3 separate regions of the Sus scrofa genome follow, and all the other regions are linked to region 3. The links are chromatin contacts, called in public Hi-C maps. All regions are on one chromosome and are shown on one strand. Each heading gives the region's core, a stretch centred on a gene start, on an enhancer-like site or on the middle of the called end of the contact. The rest is flanking DNA. Distances are from core to core; before and after follow the strand shown. Region 1 holds the start of RAB3A (RAB3A, member RAS oncogene family). Region 2 holds the start of C2H19orf60. Region 3 holds the start of SSBP4 (single-stranded DNA-binding protein 4).

The links. A called contact is a pair of places that touch in the nucleus more often than the background predicts.
Region 1: a contact with region 3 is called in a Hi-C map of liver, with 4 times the contacts expected there. The contact joins the promoter of RAB3A here to the promoter of SSBP4 in region 3. A contact is called at or near these places in 1 of 5 promoter capture datasets (fetal liver), 5 of 47 Hi-C or Micro-C datasets (embryonic fibroblasts, heart right ventricle, liver and 2 more) and 1 of 2 datasets of contacts at active chromatin or transcription factors (alveolar macrophages).
Region 2: a Hi-C map of heart right ventricle shows a contact between it and region 3, with 4 times the contacts expected there. The contact joins the promoter of C2H19orf60 here to the promoter of SSBP4 in region 3. A contact is called at or near these places in 1 of 47 Hi-C or Micro-C datasets (heart right ventricle) and 1 of 2 datasets of contacts at active chromatin or transcription factors (alveolar macrophages).

Annotation. Positions count from the first base shown.
Region 1 is chr2:59,602,671-59,605,775 of Sscrofa11.1, forward strand. RAB3A (RAB3A, member RAS oncogene family) reads left to right here and starts at 1,719. Exons shown (of 4, transcript NM_001123179.1): 1 at 1,719-1,946. The coding sequence starts at 1,719.
Region 2 is chr2:59,235,442-59,238,515 of Sscrofa11.1, forward strand. It overlaps C2H19orf60, which reads right to left and starts at 1,630. Exons shown (of 5, transcript XM_005652933.3): 1 at 1,474-1,630; 2 at 1,297-1,379; 3 at 772-1,022. The coding sequence starts at 1,375. It overlaps LOC106508380 (a long non-coding RNA gene), which reads left to right and starts at 770. Exons shown (of 2, transcript XR_001305188.2): 1 at 770-1,096; 2 at 1,206-1,820.
Region 3 is chr2:59,383,224-59,386,163 of Sscrofa11.1, forward strand. SSBP4 (single-stranded DNA-binding protein 4) reads right to left here and starts at 1,314. Exons shown (of 17, transcript XM_021083516.1): 1 at 971-1,314. The coding sequence starts at 1,029.

The DNA.
Region 1 (3,105 bases), core at 469-2,968, 220 kb after region 3:
GGGGACCCCCTGATCCCGGACCTGGGGTGCGCGGGGGTGGGGAAGGGGAACGCCCCCAGAAGACCAAGGCTCCGCCAAAGCCTCAACCTCTCCGCCCTTCAACCACTCGGGAACCAACGCTGGACGAGAGGAGGGCCGTGACAATCTTTTATTGGCTATTTAGCAAATCGCTTGAACACTTAAGCCAATCATAAGGCGCCGTGAAACCCCGCCTCCCTAACACTGGAGAGAGGTGGCCCCAGCAGGCGATTCCTCCCCTCCGGCACTGCTTTCGCTAGCTACTGGATGCGCTCGCTGGGCCCCGCCCCATTCTCGCGTCAATCTGCGTGGGGAGCCTCGCCCCTCCCCGCTCTGCGTGTGACAGTGGACCCTATCTCAATGCGTGGCTCCGCCCCAGGATGGCGTCACGGCCGTATCTGCATGTGAGGCCCCGCCCTGCTCTTTGCAGGACGTCACCAAGGACTGCAGGGGCCTGAGCCGCTGCCGCCGCCTCCGCTGCCGCGCAGCCCCACATCAACGCACTGGGGGCCCCGTCGCCACCGCTAGGGTCACCACCACATCACTGCAGGGCAAGGTGAGCTCCCGAGTGTCCCTGTGCACTCCCGCTCGGAGTACCTACATAACCTTCATTTGACTGATGGGCTGGCTGGGGTGAGAGACGAGGTTGGCAGGTGTTAAATGAGGGGAAGGATGCGGCGGTCGCGAGCCTGGGGAGGGGTAGGTTCCCCTTACCTGCTGGATCCTCCTCCCCACCCCCACCTCTCCACCCCGGTTCTGCGGCGGAGGGGGAGGGGAGACGAGACGGGTGCCTTGCGGGAAGCTGTGCGCGCGGGAGGCTCCATGCGTGCGCGTGCGCGTGGTGTGCACACGCGTGTGCGCGCCCGCCTGTACCGGCCGATTTGTGTGTACCCTTGCTTGGGTCCCAGGGTATGCTCTTGTGACCCCCCCGGGTTTCCCTACTCAAGTTTGTGCATGTTGCACGCGTGTGGAGGGGGACGCGTGGACTATGCGTGTGCGTGCACAGCAAAGTGCATACATGTACAGAGATGCGTGCCCATGTGGGTGACGTGTACTCGGCTGCATAGGTGGAGGACACAGTGCGCACGGGTGGATTTGCTCATTGGTATATGCATGTCGGTGTGCAGACAGGTGTCTGCCTCTGTCCTGTGCGCCGAGTGTGTTCGATGCTCAGATATGCACGAATGTGCCCTGGTGTGTGCCCTGCTGTGTGCACGTGAGCGTGAGCACGCCCTGCTCCTATCACGTGGGGTAGCTGCTTCAGCCCGAGCTCTCCCAGCCTGGGAATCTGGGAGGACTGCAGATACGCGTCCCCGCGGGTACCGTACACGCGTGTGCACGTGCGCTAGCGCCGCTCAGTTCTGAGGAACGTGAATGATTGATAGGGGGCGGGGCCGGCCGCAGTCACTCCCCTAGGCACAGCTGTAGGGCTTAGGTTGCTGTCGGACCAGGGGCTCCGGCCTGCAGCGATGTCTCCATCCCTTTCGGTCTGAAAGTCCTCCCCTGAAACCTTGGGCCTTTCAAGGTCAAGGCCCGCCCTCTGCTGTGGGCCCCACCATTAGTACTGGGGCTCCTGACGGGATAAAGGTAATCTCTGTCTCACTCTGGGAGCTCTGGAGTTCTTCCATCCTGAGTCTGGGCTTGGGCGTTTGGAGTTGGAGGGCGACCCTCTCACGCTCGCCTATGCCCCGTACCCCCAGATGGCATCTGCCACAGACTCGCGCTATGGGCAGAAGGAGTCCTCGGACCAGAACTTTGACTACATGTTTAAGATCCTCATCATTGGAAACAGCAGTGTGGGCAAGACATCCTTCCTCTTCCGCTATGCAGACGACTCCTTCACGCCTGCCTTTGTCAGCACTGTAGGAATCGACTTCAAGGTCAAGACCATCTACCGGAATGATAAGAGGATCAAGCTGCAGATCTGGGTGGGTCCAGCTGGGGGAATTCTGTCTCCATCACTCCCTCTCTGTCCCAAAGAGCAGCCCAGCTTTCCCTATTGCTTTCCTGTCTAGATTCATTCATTACACACTGAGCATTTTTTCAGGCCCTTACTGTGTACCACAGGATAGAGGCACAGAAGAGGGTATCTCGGTTCTTTCAGTGTGTCATCGGTGCTCTCCAAGGGTGGGGAAGTAGCAAATGCCAGGTAGGTCCTCTCCTACCTCTGACATCATTGGACACATCATTTGCTTGGTGCCTCAGCTTCTCTCCCCATCTTCAGCTTCCTCCATGTGGCTCTGTATGAGGTTTCAGAGAAATCTTGACCCCCCCCCCCACCTCATTCTCCGAGACAGGAACAGGCTCCTCTAGCCACCTCCCTCAGTGCCTCTGAGACATGAGGGAGCCTGCTAAATCCAAAGTCAGAACCATCCCTTCTCTGTTCACAGTTCTGCCAAGGCTCCCACCTCATCTGGGTTAAACCTGTGCCTTCTCCCCCTGGCTAAGATCCTGTGTGGTCTATCCTTGTTGATACCCAATCTCATTTGTATCCCTCCATCTCTACCTCAGCCTCTTCACTGTCTCACTGTTCCTCAAATATACCAGACATAGTCCACATCTGGGCCTTTCCCTGGGCTGTGCCTTCTGCCTGGATTACCTTTCTTCTTATCTCTGCAGGGCTCCCTCCCTCATCCTTCAAGTTTTTTGTTTTTTGTTTTTTTTTTTTTGTCTTTTTAGGGCCACACCCTCAGCATATGGAGGGTCCCAGGCTAGGGGTCTAATCAGAGCTGCAGCTGCCTGCCTACACCACAGCCACAGCAATGCCAGATCCAAGCCATATCTGCAACCTACACCACAGCTCATGGCAACACATCCCCAACTCACTGAGCTTGGCCAGGGATCAAACCCACATCCTCTTGGATACTAGGTGGATTTGTTTTCGCTGCACCATGACAGGAACTCCTGATTTTGGTCTATTTTGGTTTTTTGTTTTGTTTTTGTCTCTCTCTCTCTTTTTCCTCTTTTGTTCTACCCAGTTATGTGGTGGGTTTCTTGCCCTTTTTGGAGGTTTAAGATCTTCTGTCAGCATTCAGTAGATGTCTTGTACGAATCTTTCTACATGTAGATGGGTTTTTGTTTTTGTTT
Region 2 (3,074 bases), core at 380-2,879, 150 kb before region 3:
GAGGCCGAATGGGCGGGCCCTAGAATCAGTGCAGAGCACAGCACAGGCGCAGCCTCATGTAGGCAGGGAAAGGAAATAGTGGTGAAATCTCGGCCAGTGATTGGTGGTCCAGGGTGAAGTACGTGGGGTCTCAGGGACCAGCCGGGGCTTTATAATCCCAGGGTGGATGTAGGCCAAAAACCTCGACTGAGGAGTTCCCTTGTGTCACAGCGAGTTGAGGAACCCGTGTTGTCCCTGCGCGGTGCAGGATGGGAATCCCAATGTAAACTATGATGCAGGCGTGGCTTGAGGTGAATTTGGACTGGGAATGGTAATACATCAGCAGAGTAGGCGGGGCCATGGAAACCTAGAGGGAGGAGCCGGCCCAGAACCTAGGGTGGGAGTCTAAGGTTACTCGGAATGGGACTGGGACACGGCCAGGAAACTCAAGGCCCCCAATCTTCAGGGGGTTGAGTACCACATCTGGGGTATTGGCAAAAGCCAGAGAAGAAGGAGCGCGGTAGGGGCGGAGTCTGGGATAGAGTAGGCGTGTCCTGGGGCTAAAAAAACCTGGATGTAAGTGGAGGCAGACAAGAGGGGACTAAACCTGAAAATTTCCAGTGAAACCTTAATGGACGACTAAAGTGGGGGCAAGAAGAAGTGGATTCTGGGGCGCCAGGGGCGGGACTTGAGAGGACGGAATCTGGCCCCTCCCCCAAGTGGCGCCCAATGGGCCAAGGCCCGAGAGACAAGCCCTAGAGTAGGACACACTGCTGCCGGGCGGGGCCTCACCGTGGCCAGGCGCGTCTCCTCCAGCTGCTGCAGCCTGCGCACGTGGCTCGCGAGCAGCGGCTGCTGTCGGGGTCCGGTCAGCTCCGCCTCCACCGCCAGCACTTCCCGAGAGGCGGCGGTGAAAGCCTGGGTCACCTCGTGTACCGTGCTCCGGTAGCGCGGGAAGTCGTAAGGCGGGCCGCTGCTCAGGTACTGGCGGTGGCCTCTGTGGCAGGTGGGGGTCCTGAGGCTACGGTCCCAGCTCTCAGTCCCTGCACCCGAATCGACCACCTGAAAGCCCCCCAAGAAGTGTCCCTGCCCTGGACCCCAGAGTATGGAGGACGTTGTGAGTACCGCAGGGTAACCCAAAACGGGCCCACCCCTGCGCATGGGGAGGGGGAAAGATCTGGTCTCCCTGTAAATCCCGCCCCACCTCTGACACTGCGTTCGCTCAGGTTCCCAGATTCTTCCCACGGCGCACCCGTCCCGCGAGCGGGCTGGGTGCTGAACCTTGCGACTTCTCCTTTCCCCTACGCCCACACTTACTCCTCCAGCCGACGGAAGGCCTGCGCGCGCTCAGCCTGCAACTGGTGGATGCGCTGTACCAGCACCCGGATCGGGGCATCTTTCTATGGGGCGGGGGGCAGGGCTGGGGCATGAAAACGGCGCCCTCGGGCCTGCACCGCCCACCCCATGCCTGTTCCCGCTCGGGCTCGAGCTCACCCAAGGCCACACCAGCTCCTCTCTTTCCGGGCCTCCCGTGTTATCCGCAGCCTCAGGAACCGCGGAGACAGCCGACTCTGCCGCGGCCTCGGCGGTGATCATGACTGCGCAGCCCTGGCCCCGCCCGGGAGCAGGTTGCATCGCTGCGCCAGGCGCCCCCTGGAGGCCCGGAGGCTTCTAGACCCAGCCTGCGGCAGGAAAAACTTGAGCGATCCTGGGGAAGACTGGGAAGCGAAGACAGCCAGCTTCTCTGTCCTGACACTCTCCAAGCACCCCCCACTCCCTTGTTTCCGTCCAGCGCCTGCCTTCTTAACATTTTTGATCTTGAAATGTACAGGTTCACTATAGAGCAAGGGTATTCCTCGGTTTGTTTCCATACGATGTCAACGCTCGACTTCCATCTCCTCACATCCCATCTCCACTCAAATAAGGAATGGAACCTGAGGTGATATCCGTCATCTAATGCCATAAGCTTGTGACAAGAGTAGAATCTGGAGTTCCCGTCATGCCTCAGTGGCTAACGCATCTGACTAGGAACCATGAGATTGTGGGTTCGATCCCTGGCCTTGCTCAGCGGATTAGGAATCCGGCGTTGCCTCAAGCTGTGGTGTAGGTCGCAGACACAGGTTGGATCCTGCGTGGCTGTGCCTGCGGCGTAGGCCAGTGGCTACAGCTCTGATTAGACTCCTAGCCTGGGAACCTCCATATGCCTCGGGTATGGCCCTAGAAAAGACAAAAAAAAAAAAAAAAAAAAAAGAGTACAATCTGAACGCAAGTTGACACTGGAGTCACTGGAACCCAGTCCACAGCAGATTCCCCGGGAACTACTCAGAAATGAGCTAGGAGAACCTGTGCAAAGGCCCTGATGTGGGAGTCTGGGGCAGGGCTGAGGCCAGCAGGGGTTCATATTAACCACAGAGGCCTGGGAGCTGGAGATAGAGCTCATGGGGTAGAGGAGAAAAATGGTGGTAGCCTGGCCTAAAGAGAAGGGGGTAATTGAACAAGATGAAAATCAACCACCTGGGGTATTAAGTGACAGCCTTTAGATGACACTCCAGGTCTCAGCTGTTTTTATTTATTTTATTTATTTATTTATTTTTGGTCTTTTTGCTATTTCTTTGGGCTGCTCCCGCGGCATATGGAGGTTCCCAGGCTAGGGGTCTAATCGGAGCTGTAGTCACTGGCCTACGCCAGAGCCACAGCAACGCTGGATCCAAGCCGCGTCTGCAACCTACACCACAGCTCATGGCAAGGGCAGGGACCCAAACCCGCAACCTCATGGTTCCTAGTCGGATTCGCTAACCACTGCGCCACGACGGGAACTCCTCAGCTGTTTTTAGGAAACACTGTCTAGGTTTGGGTTGTCATCTACAAGCTCCAATTTTTGCAAGACAAAAAAAAGGCATTGTCTTACCAGGGAACTACAACCCTCACCCGATTTGCTGGGGCCTGCCCTTCCCAAACATCATTGGTCTTGGGTGGGGCCCAGAAGCTAATGGTCAGTCCAAACTGAGAACAGGTGTTTTATGTGAGATGAGGGTGTTCCTTTCTACCTGCCCACACTTGAACACCTTTAGGGCCCAAGAATGAGAGTTGTCAAT
Region 3 (2,940 bases), core at 64-2,563:
AAAACCATTGGGTGCCCTTACTGTGAGGCAGTCGCAGCTCCAGCACCTTTCAAATGCTCCCCAAACCTAAGAGATGGCACTGCATTTATAAGGAAGGGAAAGTGAGCCTAGCAGGGGGTGCTCCCTCATCCAAAGCCACAAAACAGGTTAAGAGACAGTGTCAGAAGGCAAGGGAAGCACAGCAGCCCTGCTGCCTCCCCACCCCAAGAAGCTCTCATCACAGAGTCTGGAAATTAGCTACCTATCCTTCTAACAGCCTGAAAGCATCTGCTACCCACAGCCCAGCCCAGCCCCAGAACAAGTGGCAGGCCCCAGGACTGTGAGCCTTGCAGCTTCCTCAGGGCCCCATCCAGCCGCCCCAAGCCCGCTTGGACAGGTGGCCTTGCAGGCCCTTCTATCATCTCTCAAGCTTTTCCCAAGGAGCAGAAGTACCAGAGTAAGCAGTGTCCCCTACCTGGGAAACTTCCTGGGAGGATGGAGGAAGCTACACAAACTGTGACTCCATGCACTCACATATGCAACCTTGCACACCCAAGTCTCGACCGTCGGGGAGGTCTCGCGACCCTCTAGTCACTCTAGGATCTCGCGCGCCCCCTCAAATCTCGCACCCTCGAGTCTCGCGCGCCCCCGCAAATCTCGCACCCCTCGGGTCTCCTGCGCCCCTACTACTCTTTCAACCTCTCGAGTCTCGCGCGTCCCCTCAAATCTCGCGACCCCTTAAATCCCTCATGACCCTTTGGGTTTTGAGCGCTCCCACGTATCTCGCGCCTCCTTGAGCCCCCTCGGGTCTCGCGCACCCGCTCAAATCTCGCGGCCCTTCGAGCGTGCTCTGGCCCCGCACGCCCTGCACCCCGCACCCACGTGCCCAACGCAGTGCCCAACGCAGTGCCCGCTGGCGGTGGGGCCCACGGAAGCGGCGCGGCCACTGAGCCCCGCCCCCGGCTCCCGAGGTCCCGGCCCACTGACTCACTTCTCGCGTGCCTGGCTGTCGGAGGGCACGGCCGAGCCCTTGCCCCCCTTGGCGTACATCCTGCTCCGTGCCGCCGCCGCCGCGCTGGGGCCCCACACCTGTCAGGCGGCGCCGCGGGCCGCGCTCCCGGTCGCCATAGCTACCCCGCGTCCCGGGCCTCACCACCCCGAGCCCCGCGCGGGCATCGCGGGCATCGTCCGCGCGGGGGAGCTCCAAACGGCCGAGACGGCAGCGGCGGCGGCAGCTCCAGCTTTGGCTCTGACCACGGGTTTTATTTTCTTCCTCTCTTCCCTCAGCGCGGGCTGTTCCGGGAAGCGCGCGCCCCCTCCTCCCGCCGCGCGCGCCCCCGCCCGCCGCCTCCCCGTCGCTCGCGGGCGCCGCTCTTAAAGGGGCGATGGCAGGAGCGCGGGTGGGTCCCGCCGCCAGGACCGTGGGCCGGGCGCGCAAGCGCAGTGCCCGCCGCGGGGGGAGGGGGCGCGGGCTGCTCACGCTCAGGGCATGAGTGGGGACACCACTTCTGGGGCACACAGCGGGACACAGCTGATCATGGCTACACACACATTGTCCAAATAGAACCAGCCACCCAAATTGTACACCTAAGAACACAAGCCCACACTTAATTGCGATAGCATTCTCCGACACAAGACTCCACACGTAAGTCCGCATAACTACTGGAATAACTACTGATAGACCTATAAAGCTACAGGCAGTCACACTGGATGTATCACCCCGCAGCACAGGTGGGGACCGCCATACACAGTCTGCCCAGAGACACGCAGGTATACACAGCTTAAATAGTTGCTGTTACAGAACACTGAAACAGACCACGCGCACCTCGGCACACACCTGCATAGACACGCATTTGGAACCGCTATGGCACATCTTCCAACAGCTGTGGAATGAGCCCAAGCAGCTACTTGCTGTCACCCTGGGGCACCCTGTTGCAGCCTCTGGAGGGCTCCACACAGGGGCCTGGGCTGTCACTGAGCCACAGATAACTGTGTCACACAGTCACACGCAACGCACAGTCACACAACAGAGATGCTCGCAGCACAAAGACACCACACAGACAAGAAGCTCCTGGGGTGCCCAGGCCACACGCTGGGAGCCACTCTGCACAGCCCTACTGTCACACCTCGTGTCAATAGTCGGTGCTGGGTGACGGACTGGGTCACTCCCGCCTGCTCCGCCTCTCTGCCAGTGTTGCCAGCTGTTAATGGCATGAATCCCATTTGCCTGGGTGCAGGGAAAGGGTATTCCATTCTCTCTCCTGGGACCCTTCTTCTACCCCCAGGATATTTTCAGAGAAGGTGGAGGCAGACACTCAGGCAAGGAAGGACACCCGCAGGGCAAGGGGTGCTTGGGAGGGGTGGAGGCCTGTGCGCCAGGGGACCTGTGGGCTGCGTGCGTGGGCTGGGTGAGGAGAGGCGGTCCAAGGTCCAACTGTGACTCTAGGTCTGGATGCTTCTGGGAATATTTGCCATAGGTATTCTTTTTTTTGCTACGTGCAACCAGTGTGTGTGTAGACATGCGGATCCTGTGTGAGTGCACGTGTGCATCGCTGTGTGTGGGAGGATTGGCAAGTACCCAGTCGCTGGCGGGGCAACTGTCCCTGGCTCTGCGACGGTGGCTGCGTGTCCGCGGCGGTTTTGGGGGGCCAAGTGACGCCACGTCACATTTTGTGCACTAGGTTGGATTGCTGCCTCCCTGGGACCTCTGTTGTGTGGTTGTGCGCTCAGATTTCCCATGTTGTGTGTTTGTGTGTGCGCGCGCGCGCGCGCGCGAGCCTTGATCGGAACGCCCTTCCCGCTGCCCTACGACCCCCATTATGCTTCCCTCTTAGAACCGCCCCCAATGGCCTCCCTCCGACCCAAGGCTTCTGGCGGGCGGGAAGTCCTGAACCGCTGGGGTTCCAGACGGACGAGGAGGAAGGGAAGGGCAGGGCCAGGCGGTCGTCAGCCCCGCCTCCA